Regions from separate parts of the Sus scrofa genome. Here region 1 is linked to region 2. A link is a contact called in public HiChIP or PLAC-seq data. All regions are on one chromosome and are shown on one strand. Each heading gives the region's core, a stretch centred on a gene start, on an enhancer-like site or on the middle of the called end of the contact. The rest is flanking DNA. Distances are from core to core; before and after follow the strand shown. Region 1 holds the start of LOC100621455 (a long non-coding RNA gene). Region 2 overlaps PHACTR4 (phosphatase and actin regulator 4).

Evidence for each region. HiChIP or PLAC-seq counts read pairs in DNA pulled down with a chosen protein or histone mark.
Region 1: an H3K27ac HiChIP or PLAC-seq map of alveolar macrophages shows a contact between it and region 2, with 3 times the contacts expected there. The contact joins two enhancer-like sites. A contact is called at or near these places in 7 of 47 Hi-C or Micro-C datasets (embryonic fibroblasts, epiblast stem cells, fetal skeletal muscle and 2 more) and 1 of 2 datasets of contacts at active chromatin or transcription factors (alveolar macrophages).

Annotation. Positions count from the first base shown.
Region 1 is chr6:85,528,590-85,534,749 of Sscrofa11.1, forward strand. PHACTR4 (phosphatase and actin regulator 4) reads left to right here. Exons shown (of 16, transcript XM_021095668.1): 16 at 1-852. It overlaps LOC100621455 (a long non-coding RNA gene), which reads left to right and starts at 4,934. Exons shown (of 2, transcript XR_002344951.1): 1 at 4,934-6,001. Within about 2 kb of position 2,227, at least 13 of the 83 cell types and tissues checked have an H3K27ac peak or open chromatin away from gene starts, as enhancers often do. A contact at or near this core is called in alveolar macrophages, where this site is marked.
Region 2 is chr6:85,457,192-85,462,677 of Sscrofa11.1, forward strand. The region is part of intron 2 of PHACTR4 (phosphatase and actin regulator 4); the gene reads left to right. Among named protein-coding and RNA genes, the nearest start is that of PHACTR4, 48 kb to the left of the region's middle. Within about 2 kb of position 3,155, at least 1 of the 83 cell types and tissues checked has an H3K27ac peak or open chromatin away from gene starts, as enhancers often do. A contact at or near this core is called in alveolar macrophages, where this site is marked.

The DNA of each region.
Region 1 (6,160 bases), core at 977-3,476, 70 kb after region 2:
AATATTAGTTCAAAACAAAAAAGCTGGAGTTCACGCTGTGATGGTGGGTTAATGGTCTGGCATTGTCTCTGTGACAGTGCAGGTTTGATCCCCGCCTGGGAATTTCCATGTGTCGGGGTGTGGCTGGAAAAGAAAAACAAAACAAAACAAAAAAAAACCTAAAGTGACCTTAAAGGTAGTATCTTCTCTCCGAATGGGGAATTGGGAAGTATTTAGAAGTCTCAGTAATTCTCAAGTGCTTTATGGCTATGGAGCTACATGGGACCCACATCTCCTGGAAGCTCATTAACACTTGGCATGACAGAGGGAAGAGAAGGGACAGTTCTGCAAAGTTGCTAGCCTTCTAAGGCGGCCACATAGAAGTGCTAACTTGACTTCTGCTAACCTTTCTGTCTTGCTGGTTTGGAGACAACTTGGCTTATGCTAGCATCCTCTGTGGTTTCAGATGACAATTTCAAAGCCGCCTTTCACTGCCTTTCTTTCCCTTAATGTGCCAAGCTCGAAACAGGATTTGATTTCTTGAGCTAAGTGTGTGCTTTCTATGTGCCACCGAGGAATTTAGTTCGTCTTTCATCTCATTCATGTTCTTTTGAAACAAGATACTTTGGGGTCAAATCTTTTCAGGTGTTTATATATATATATATATATATATATAAAGTAGATTTTGTGTCTTTCCATGTAAGTAACAATTCACAATCATAATGTAAAGAAGAAATAAAAGCCTGGTGTATTGTACTTCAAAATGCTTCCCTGATGTACAGAATCTCCTTGTAAAATAAATAATTGCATTGTATATCAGTCTTCCTATCAATATTAATTAATGTATTTTAGAATTAAAAAAAACCTACACTATTCTGGTGTAAAGTGTTTATTTTTTACGTTCTACCTTATTCCAAAAGATTTAAAGTAGCTTAGGGAGTTCCCATTGTGGCACATTGGAAATCCGACCAGTATCCATAAGGATGGGGGTTTGATCCCTGGCCTCACTCAGTGGGTGGGGGATCTGGCATTGCCATGAGCTGTCATGTAGGTTGTAGATGTGGCTCAGATCCCACATTGCTGTGGCTGTGGTATAGGCCGGCTGCTGTAGCTCTGATTCAATCCCTAGCCTGGGAACCTCCATATGCTGTGGGTGTGTCCCTAAAAAGAAAAAATATTTAGCTTAAAAATGTATTGCTAGACATCCTAAATGAGTAGATGAACGGGGAAATATCATAGTACAAACATGAAATGTAGCCAGAGATGAAAGTCAGTGATGCCTGACCTTCTGTACACACATGTGGAAAAAGGATAAGCTGCAGAATGTGTTTGAGGCCCTGTTTATGCCAGGTTCACGTTCCCTGGCCACCAGAAGGTCCACATCTCCAAGAAGTGGGGATATACCTCATGTTTAATGCAGATAACTTTGAAAACATGTTGGCAGAAAAGCAGCTCATCCTAGATGGCTGTGGGGTCAGATACAGCCCTAATCTCAGCCCCCTGGACAAATGGTGGGCTCTGCACTTACGGGAGCCTTGGTGCGGTCCCCTCCTTATGCCTGACAATAAATCCTACTTTGCTGTCAGGAAAAAATCAGCTGCGGAGAGGAAAGCCAACTATGAACTCCACACTATGTAGGAGGTACAGCTCAGGTTTTATTAATCCCACCTAGTCCGGAAGGTAAGTGAATATATACTCATTTTACCAGTGAAGAACTTGACAGCTGAAGTTGCCTCCCCAAAGTCAAAAAGCAAAGTATGTAATCACCCGTTAACTATTTCAAGGACAAGCAGTCGCATCCCAATCATTTGTCCCTACAAGGACATTTTGCATATGGATCACATATAATTAGACCTCAGGAGAGCTTCCCTTGTGGTTCAGCAGTAACAAACTTGACTAGGATCAATGACAAGGGTTCGACTCCTGGCCTCATTCAACGGGTTAAAGATCCGGCATTGCTGTGAGCTAATGTTGTAGGTCAAAGACACAGCTCGGTTCTGCCGTCGCTGTGGCTGTGGCATAGGCCGGCAGCAGCTCCAATTTGACCCTTAGCCTAGGAATCTCCATATGCTGCGGGTGCGGCCCTAAAAAAAGAAATCAGACCTCAGGCTGACAAGGAGTTTGTAGCTCATGTACTCCTCTCTGGCAAGCAGCCCAGTTTCAATTTGGTGGCCCCACCAATGACTCACTTTCTACTTGTCACTTCAGAGACTGGCCTTGATTAGCGTACCACCCTTTACCAAAGATTAAAAGAAACCATGAGTCAGACTGCTCATGTCATTGGCCTCCATCTGTTCCCTTATTCTCCTTCTACTGGCCCTCCAAAGAGGCTTCATACTGCCATTACCTTTTGAGGTCACACACCATCTCTAGAAGTGTGCTTTGAAGGTACACGTTGCCCAGTGTTTGCTGAAACAGAGAATGAACTGAGGGTCTTACGAATTTTAATTAATCTTCCTATCCCAGGAGAAGGAGGACTGCAATCGCAGAGGGAGAGGTTTAAAAAACAACTAGCAGGAAGGGCAAGTTCATAGCAGGGGATGGGCTAGGCAGTGAACTTTTAAAAAAATGAGAATCTGGAGTTCTCATCATGGCTCAGTGGAAACAAATCTGACTAGTATCCATGAAGACACAAGTTCGATCTCTGGCCTCGCTCAATGGGTTCTGGAGTTGCTGTAGCTGTGGCATAGACCAGAGGCTACAGCTCCAGTTTGACCCCTAGCCTGGGAACCTCCACATGCCATGAGTACAGCCCTGAAAAGACCAAATAAATAAGAATCCACAACAAAGGAAAGCCAGGCCCTGAAAGGAAAACACTTTGCCATACAGAATATTAAAAAGATGGGGAGTTCCGATTGTGGCTCAGTGGTTAACGAATCTGACTAGGAACCATGAGGTTGGGGGTTCCATCCCTGGCCTTGCTCAGTGGGTTGAGGATCCAGCATTGCCGTGAGCTGTGGTGTTAGGTCACAGACATGGCTCGGATCTTGTGTTGCTGTGGCTGTGGTATAGGTCAGTGGCTAAAGCTCCGATTAGACCCCTATCCTGGGAACCTCCATATGCCTCGAGTGCAGCCCTAAAAAGACAAAAAAAAAAAAAAAAAGATGTTCAAAAAACAAGAATTAGTAAAATTAATGATTTTTACTTCATCGAGGACATTCTTAGGTGAAAGACTTTTTTTCATAGTAAATTTGTTTTGATAATGAATACAATGAGCAGTTCTCCCCGTGGTGCAGTGGGTTAACAATCCATCTACAGGAGTTCCCACTGTGACAAAGTGGAACCAAATACCACTAGTATCCATGATACTAGTGTTTTCAACTGTCTGTTATGTTGCCTCTATCTGGTACGGGGTCCGCCAACCATAGTATTCTGTTGTAATCATACTATTTAGATCTCTAGCCTCACTCAGCGGGATGGGGTTCTGGCCTTGCCTCAAGCTGTGGTATGGGTCGCAGACTCGGCTCAGATCCTGTGTTGCTGTGGCTGTGGCATAGGCCAGCAGCTATGCCTGCAATTCGTCCCCTCACTGGGAACCTCCATATGCAGCAGATGCAGCCCTAAAACAAACAAAAAAATCTAAAGCAGCCACAGAGGCTTGGGTTCGATCCCAGCAATTTCAGCTTGGATTCAATCCCTAGTCCAGGAATTTCCATATGCCACTTGCATGGCCATTAAAAAAAGAAAAGAAAAGAAAAAAGAATACAACGACCACCAGTACATTCTGGTGACAGGGCCTTGAAACATACTAAGGCACCAGCGGTTTAACCCATAATTTCCTTTTACATCAGTGCAGAGTCAACATAGTGAAAACATAGAAAAAGTGTATTATTATAAAAGTTTTGACCTCATGAACCCGGCCCCAAAGAATCTCAGGGACCCCTGAGTGCCAACCACACTTTGAGAACTATCACTCTGGGACAGTTTGGCACCTTAAAACCTGGGAAATGATGCTAATATCTTAGAACTTCTGGGTGGGTAAATATATGCAAAGCACCCGGCACAAACTCTTATAAAAGGTACATCATAAATGTTTGTTTTTTTTTTTTTTCATCTTTTTGCCATTTCTTGGGCCGCTTCCGCGGCATATGGAGGTTCCCAGGCTAGGGGTGAATCGGAGCTGTAGCCACCGGCCTACGCTAGAGCCACAACAACGCAAGATCCGAGCCGCGTCTGCAACCTACACCACAGCTCACGGCAACGCCGGATCGGTAACCCACTGAGCAAGGGCAGGGATCGAACCCGCAACCTCATGGTTCCTAGTCGGATTCGTTAACCACTGCGCCACGATGGGAACTCCACATCGTAAATGTTTCTACTCCTTATAGTCCAATTGGGATGGCTCTATGTCAATTTACCCAGCACTTATTCGAAATTTTAACGCATTTGCTCTACTTCACATGTAATATTTACCTTAAGGATTCTTTACCAGCCTTCTTTATGCTAGGTGTCTATATGTGTTAAAATGTACTTAACATAAACAAAAAATTTACCAGTTTAACAATTTTAAAGCGAAGACTTCAGCATTACCCTTTTATTTACCGAAGCATTTTACTTTACACGTGACAGGGCAGATTCAATCCCTTTTGAGATACTACATTTCCATAGACGCATTTTTCTCTTCTGCCTACTTACTACTCCAAAGGTGTTTTTTTTTTTTTTTTTGGCGACTTTTATTTAAAAGCATATTCTCTAAAAAAAATAAAATAAAATAGAAGTATATTCTCCAGACTGGTGAACTGTTCATAGAGACCTCAACATCCAATCCAGCACGCACCCATCTGACTAAATGCTCAGTTCCTGTAACTGGCACGCCCCCGCAAGGTCCCGCGCGAAGACTCTAGTATCACGAGATGCTTCTGAGCTAAGTAGGGGTGGAGCTTAACCTATGGTACATTCCCAGCACCCTCAGTGAGTTTCGGATTCCCTAACTGCGCATGAGGCGGCGCAGGCGCATTAGACACGCTGGCTTCCGCGCTCTTCAGAAGGTATAAATACCGAGGCGTTGCGCTTCCTCGGCCTTTTCGGGGAAGACTGTTGAACGTCGTGTTAAGTTCTCGGTGAGTGTTTTCCACCGCCTGTTTCGTCGGCTCTAAGTTTGGCAGGGGGTCCGCCAACCGTAGTGTTCAGTTGTAATCATACTATTTAGAGCGACTCCGAGTCGCCTGTGGGCCGAGAAGGCCTCGTGAGCTGCGGTTCTTGGCCCTCACCAAGGGGCGCTATGTTCGCAGGGCTGCTACCCTCTGCTCCCACAAGCGAAACATTGCCTATTGCGCCGTTTATTACGCTGCCTCTTAGGCGCGTTAGCGTTCTCTGGAGTTGTGTGCAGGGATATTTTGTTATTGATTTCTCGAGTTTAAAGGGGTTTTGTGACTTTTTTTGTTTGGAGTTAACCTGGTGGACTATCTGCTTGAAGGATCCGGGGTTGTCGCTCCTGTGGCGCGGGTTTGGCCCTTAGCCCAGGAATTTTTACATACCGCCGTCGCGGATAAGGTCTTGTGATTTATAAACGGATAGCTGTTACTTCTACTAAAGCTTGCTATTTTCTTTTGGGGCAATTTCTCGATTCCCAGATAATCAGATTCAAGATAGAAACCTTACTGTAATGGTTGTACGTTTACCTATTTCTCTGCAAGCTAACCGCCTGTAGGGATTTCAACTGGGCTAAATTCTCAGGAAAAATGACCAACGTGGATACCCCGGGAGGTCACTCTCCCCGGGCTCTGTCCTGGTGGCGTAGAGGAGCATAGGGCTCTGCCCCATGATGTACAGTCCCTTTCCACAACGTTGGAGATGAAGCTGGGCCTTGAGTCTGCGCCTGCATATTCCTACAGCTTCTCAGAGTCCTGTGGACAATGACTGAGGAGACAAACCATGCAGGAAACAGCTCTCTGCAGCAAGCTGTCTGGATCCAGAGTGAGTGGAAGATTGACATTAGTCAGTTTTGCTGTACAGTTGGATTAAGCTCTTACTTGCCTTGTTTTGCAGCATTCGCTTGGGATTCCTAATGCCTTGATTTGAGGTAAGTAAATGTGAATTGCTTTTGGCTTCTCAGCGTTTGCCTGTCAGTATTGATCCTTCTGAGCCCAGCTGCCTTTCATGGGACTGCTGCTGCTCTTTGATGCATCTAGATAATTTTCTAGATGTATGATCATTTTCTGGGAAGATGGCTTTTAGTTTG
Region 2 (5,486 bases), core at 1,905-4,404:
CCTCTGCTATGTGGAAGTTCCCAGGTTAAGTATCAAACCTGCGCCACAGCAACCAGCCAGAGCTACAACAGTGACAGTGTCCAGTCTTTAACCAGCTGCACCGCCAGGGAACTTGTAATTTTTTTTTTTTTTTGGTCTTTTGTCTTTTTGTTGTTGTTGTTGTTGTTGTTGTTGTTGTTGTTGTTGTTGCTATTTCTTGGGCCGCTCCCGCGGCATATGGAGGTTCCCAGGCTAGGGGTCTAATTGGAGCTGTAGCTGCCAGCCTACGCCAGAGCCACAGCAACGCGGGATCCGAGCCGCGTCTGCAACCTACACCACAGCTCACGGCAACGCCGGATCGTTAACCCACTGAGCAAGGGCAGGGACTGAACCCGCAACCTCATGGTTCCTAGTCGGATTCGTTAACCACTACGCCAGGACGGGAACTCCGGAACTTGTAATTCTTAAGGGCATTATTTATGAACAATTTGGTAAATTGATCCAATGTAGTTGCCTAGTGACAAATCCTAAAGAACATGTCTGTATGATAAACTAGCATAACATATGACAACTCCAAAAGCTTTTATGGGAAGCATTTTTTTCCCTCTGAGTGACCTCCTTACCTCACTTAACTTAAGCATAATAACTTAAATTTAATCTAATTAGTTAAACTTATTTAACTTAAATTTCAATATTATAATGTAAATTTACTAGAGAATACCAAAGGGAAGTTGCTATGGAAATTATAGTTGGCTAGTAATCAATTGAAATATAAAGTGAAATGTACTTTTGATCGCTAATATGAGAAAAGATTTGTCTTTTGTGCTAGTGAGAGGATTTATTAAAACTAATAATTTTTACAGCTTTATTAAGGATATTCTTAAATTAAAACAGGCATTGTTTGTTGTTTGTTTGGTTCTGGCCATTCCCATGGTGTTTGGAAGTTCCCAGGCGAGGGATCGAACTCATGCCACTGCAATAACCAGAGCCACAGAAGTGACCACACTCAATCCTTAACCCACTGACCACTAGGAACTCTCTAAAACTGGCATTGTTTTCAACCGCAGTTATGTAGTGGTGAAGATTATGTATCCTGCAGTTTGGTGCCACTGCCTCGATTTGTGTAATGGTACCAGCAATATTGCTCACCATTGCTTTTGTACCCTCAGTACAAGTGATGACTTAGTGAAAAAGGTAACTAATTCTTTAGTATTATTAAGTATGTAGTCATACCTTGTGGACTCCTGAAAGGATCTTGGGGATCCTCAGGGATCAATGGACCATACTTGTTTCAGTTTTCCAATGTGCACAGAGGCTTTTCTGTGGAAGTCATGGACAGAGTCAAGACTTCTTGGGCAGAGCCGTAGTGTGGGCTAGGGCGTAGTCACTTGACAGAAGTACAGTCAGGGAGTGAGCAGCTTTGTGGTTTCTCCTAAGTTGACCATGACCTACCTGCAGCTTTCAGCAGTAGGTTAAAGAACACTTCTGTGTGGTGAAATCAGCATTTTTAGCTCTTTAGGCAGCTCAGTATTTTGAAAAGAAATTCATTAGCATTTAGTTAGGACAAGCTCTGAAGCCCATGCTCACCTGGGCATTGTGTTCTTATCTTTAAGAAGAAAATACATGGCAGCAAAGGTCATGGTAATGACAGCCTTGAGTATGTCTCTTGAGTCACACTGCTCCAATCTGGACAAGTGTCCCCTTGTGTGTAGTACACAGCTGTCTTCCTGGGGTCCTTATTTATCTGGAAACTCTGCTCCTCTCCTGTGTTGGCTTTTTTATTTCTTAAATCCCATGTCTTCTTCTTTCTTGATTATCAATAGAGTCTTAATAATGGGTCTCCTGAACTAGTTATCTGATTTTCATCTCCTTTTTTTTTTTCTTATCTCTGCTTCTTGAACAGTTTGGGGGTTTTTTTTTTTTTTTTTTTTTTTTTTTTTTTTTTTAGGACCGCACCTGTGGCATATGGAGGTTCCCAGGCTAGGGGTCTAATCAGAGCTGCAGCCATTGGCCTACGCCAGAGCCATAGCAACACAGAATCCGAGCCACGTTTGCAACCTACACCACAGCTCGTGGTAATACCAGATCCTTAACCCACTGGGCAAGGCCAGGGATCAAACCCACCACCTCATGGTTCCTAGTCGGGTTTGTTAACCACTGAGCCACGACGGGAACTCCATGGTTTCTTCATCTTTATATTCTATTAAAATTTTATTTTCCACTGTTAGGTTTTTAATTTCTAGAAGTCTTTTTTATTCTCTGACTATTTCTTTCATAATATCCTTTTATTATTTGAACAGATTAACTTTGCCCTGCATAGATTATTTTCCCCAAAGTTGCTTTCCTTTGTTTGTTTTGATCTTTTATGTTAGCGTTTTCCTCTGAAGTCTGTGATAATTAGCTGTCTGCTTGTGATTAAGAGTGGGAAGCTTTAAATTAGAAGCTTTATTAAATGCATAGGCTGGTTGCCTTTGGGCCTTACTATAGTATGAGTTTCTTTTCCCTATTGTTAGGGAATATCTCTGTTATTAGTACCAAGGTTCAAGGGGTAGAATCTTCTGATCACTGTATGTTGGGAGTGATGAAGACTGGGTGGGTTCAGTATTCATTATGTTCACTCAGTTCCCCTCAGTTTTTCATGCTATACTCCCACCATCAACTGTCTTTTGGTCTCCCAGTCCAGAAACCATTTATTTTATCCTTTCCAAAAAACAGACCTCCAGAATTCTGTCAGGATTGGTGTGGGACAGGCATTCAAGGTCATGGAGTGGGAAAGGTGATAAAGGAATCAAACAGCTTTTACCCTGATTCTCTTTGTTTTATTCCTTTTCCTTTCAAAGGAACCTGGTAGAACATAATGAAACTATTCTGTATTAGTATATCCTACTAGGGTTTTTTGTTTTTTGGGTGTTTTTATTTTTATTTATTTATTTATTTATTTTTGAGTAATGGCTACACTTTACGTAAGTGTTAGAGGAAGGAAGGGTCCAGAGAAAATATGTGTACAGTTTACGTACTGTGATGCTTCATGCCCCCACTGCTTTTAAAAATGGCTTATTCCTGGAGTTCCTTGGTGGCTCAGCAGGTTAAGGATCTGGCATTGTCAGTGCTGTGGCACGGGTTCCCTGACCCAGGAGCTTCTGTGTGCCATGGGTGATGCCAAAAAAAAAGTCTCATTCCTGCTTCTGCTTTCTTTCTTCCTCCCTTCTCAAATGTTTATGAGTTAACAGCCATTCTCACTATAGCATGCCTTGGAAGAGGGACTGAAATCCTGGCATATGAAACTTCTTCTGAAAGGTTTCTTTTGGGGCAGCAGAGGATATATATAAACTAAGTTGCCTTCTCAAAATGTTTTAAATTTTCTGACAACTTCATTAAGTTTCTATATAACTTCCTTCAACAGAAGTGAGCACAATATGTTGAAAAAATTTTGGTGTGTGTTTGATTAAATAATTAATGAGATAGACTGTTGGTGTGAAGCCTGAATTTAAGCTAGCTACAAAGGCTTTATTCATATACATGGTATTCTGGGAACAGATTGAACAGATTTACAAGGTAGTACCTCCTTTAGATTAGAATTTGTATCACAGGAAATATGAGAAGTAGTTTGTTGAAGTAGAAAACAGACGTCACATCCTAAACAAATAAAGTCAATTATTTTCTTCCTATTCTGTACCTGAACTTATAATTTATTATTATGTTTTAGAGAGGGTTTTCCTAACCATTCAAGGCCATTTGTTAAGAATCCATGCTCAAGATTAATGCACCTTCAAAGTTCCTGAGAACAATTTTTGTGATGTTTTCATGTTGTTACCTCTTGAAGCTCAAAATGGGCTAATAATGCAGTCCTTCCCTCCCTCCTCTTTAAGAATGAAGGGCAAAACATGAACTTAATTAGTTTTCACATTTTTAAGGTGTAGGAGATAAATTCCTCTGGAATTAAATAATGCTAGAAATAATGTCCTGTTCTTTTCCTATGGCATTAAGGAGACATTTAATACAGCATTACTGTATGTACATATACACACACGTACATATAAAATGTCTTGTGTCATCGTATTTCCTGATAAGAGTATAAGATCATGGAAGGCAAGATCCTTTTACTGTTATACCCCATTGCTTGGAAGTTCCTGCTGTGGTGCAGTGGATTAAGAATCTGACTATAGGAGTTCCCATTGTGCTCAGCAGAAACAAATCTGACAAGCATCCATGAGGACACAGGTTCAATTCTGGCCTCACTCGGTGGGTTAGGGATCTGGCATTCCATGAGCTATGGTACAGGTCGCAGATGAAGCTCAGATCCTGCGTTGCTGTGGCTGTGGTGTAGCCTGGCACCTACAGCTCTGATTCAGCCCCTAGCCTGGGAACCTCCATATGCCACAGGTATGGCCCTTAAAAATGACCAAAAAAAAAAAAAAAAAAAAAAAAAAAAAAAGAATCTGACTGCAATGGCTGGGGTCGCTGCAAATGCATGGGTTTGATCCCTGGCATGGCAGAGTGGGTTAAAGGATCCAGTGTTGCCACGGCTGAAGCTTGGATTGAATTCCTGGCTAGAACTTCCATATGCAGGTCATTAAGGGGAAAAAAAAGAACTATTGCTCAATAGTCAGTGATATTTATATATATTCCTTAGAGTGGTTTTAAATTTTCCTCTAAGATAGAATTAACAATCTTAAGGGAAGTAGAGTGCATTGAATACCAGTTTCTATGAACCTTAATAATACAGATGTCCTATAATTATTTTTTCTGTCAACAGAAAAAGATGAGCCATTGTAGTAATGAAAGCCTGAAAAGTAGTAATACTGGCATTCTGTACTATCTCCCATGTCCTCTTTTCATCACTTCTAACTGCTACTTAGTCCCTAGAAAGTCACAGCAAGCGAGGGCTAAATGTGTAGATGGTTTTCCATCTGAATTTATTTCTGTATATATATGCATATTGATATTGAGCCCTTATCAATGTGTCATGGAAACTACATAGGCAATGATTATAAGAATGAAAATTAAAAGGATGAGGATGGGTGGCTTACACTTATCATTTTGTATCTCCCTATGTGGTTTGTATTTTCTTTTTTTTTTTTTTTTTTTTTTTTGTCTTTTTTGTCTTTTTTGTTGTTGTTGTTGTTGCTATTTCTTGGGCCGCTCCCGCGGCATATGGAGGTTCCCAGGCTAGGGGTTGAATCAGAGCTGTAGCCACCGGCCTACGCCAGAGCCACAGCAACGCAGGATCCGAGCCGCGTCTGCAACTTACACCACAGCTCACGGCAACGCCGGATCGTTAACCCACTGAGCAAGGGCAGGGACCGAACCCACAACCTCATGGTTCCTAGTCGGATTCGTTAACCACTGCGCCACGACGGGAACTCCGTTTGTATTTTCTAACTATGTATATGTATTTTCTTTTTTAAAATGTCAAAAAAGAGATTTTAGGGTTAAGGGCACTTTAGTTCCTTCTTTATATTTTGCAGTGTTAAAAAATAAAATATAGGAGTTCCCGTCGTGGCTCA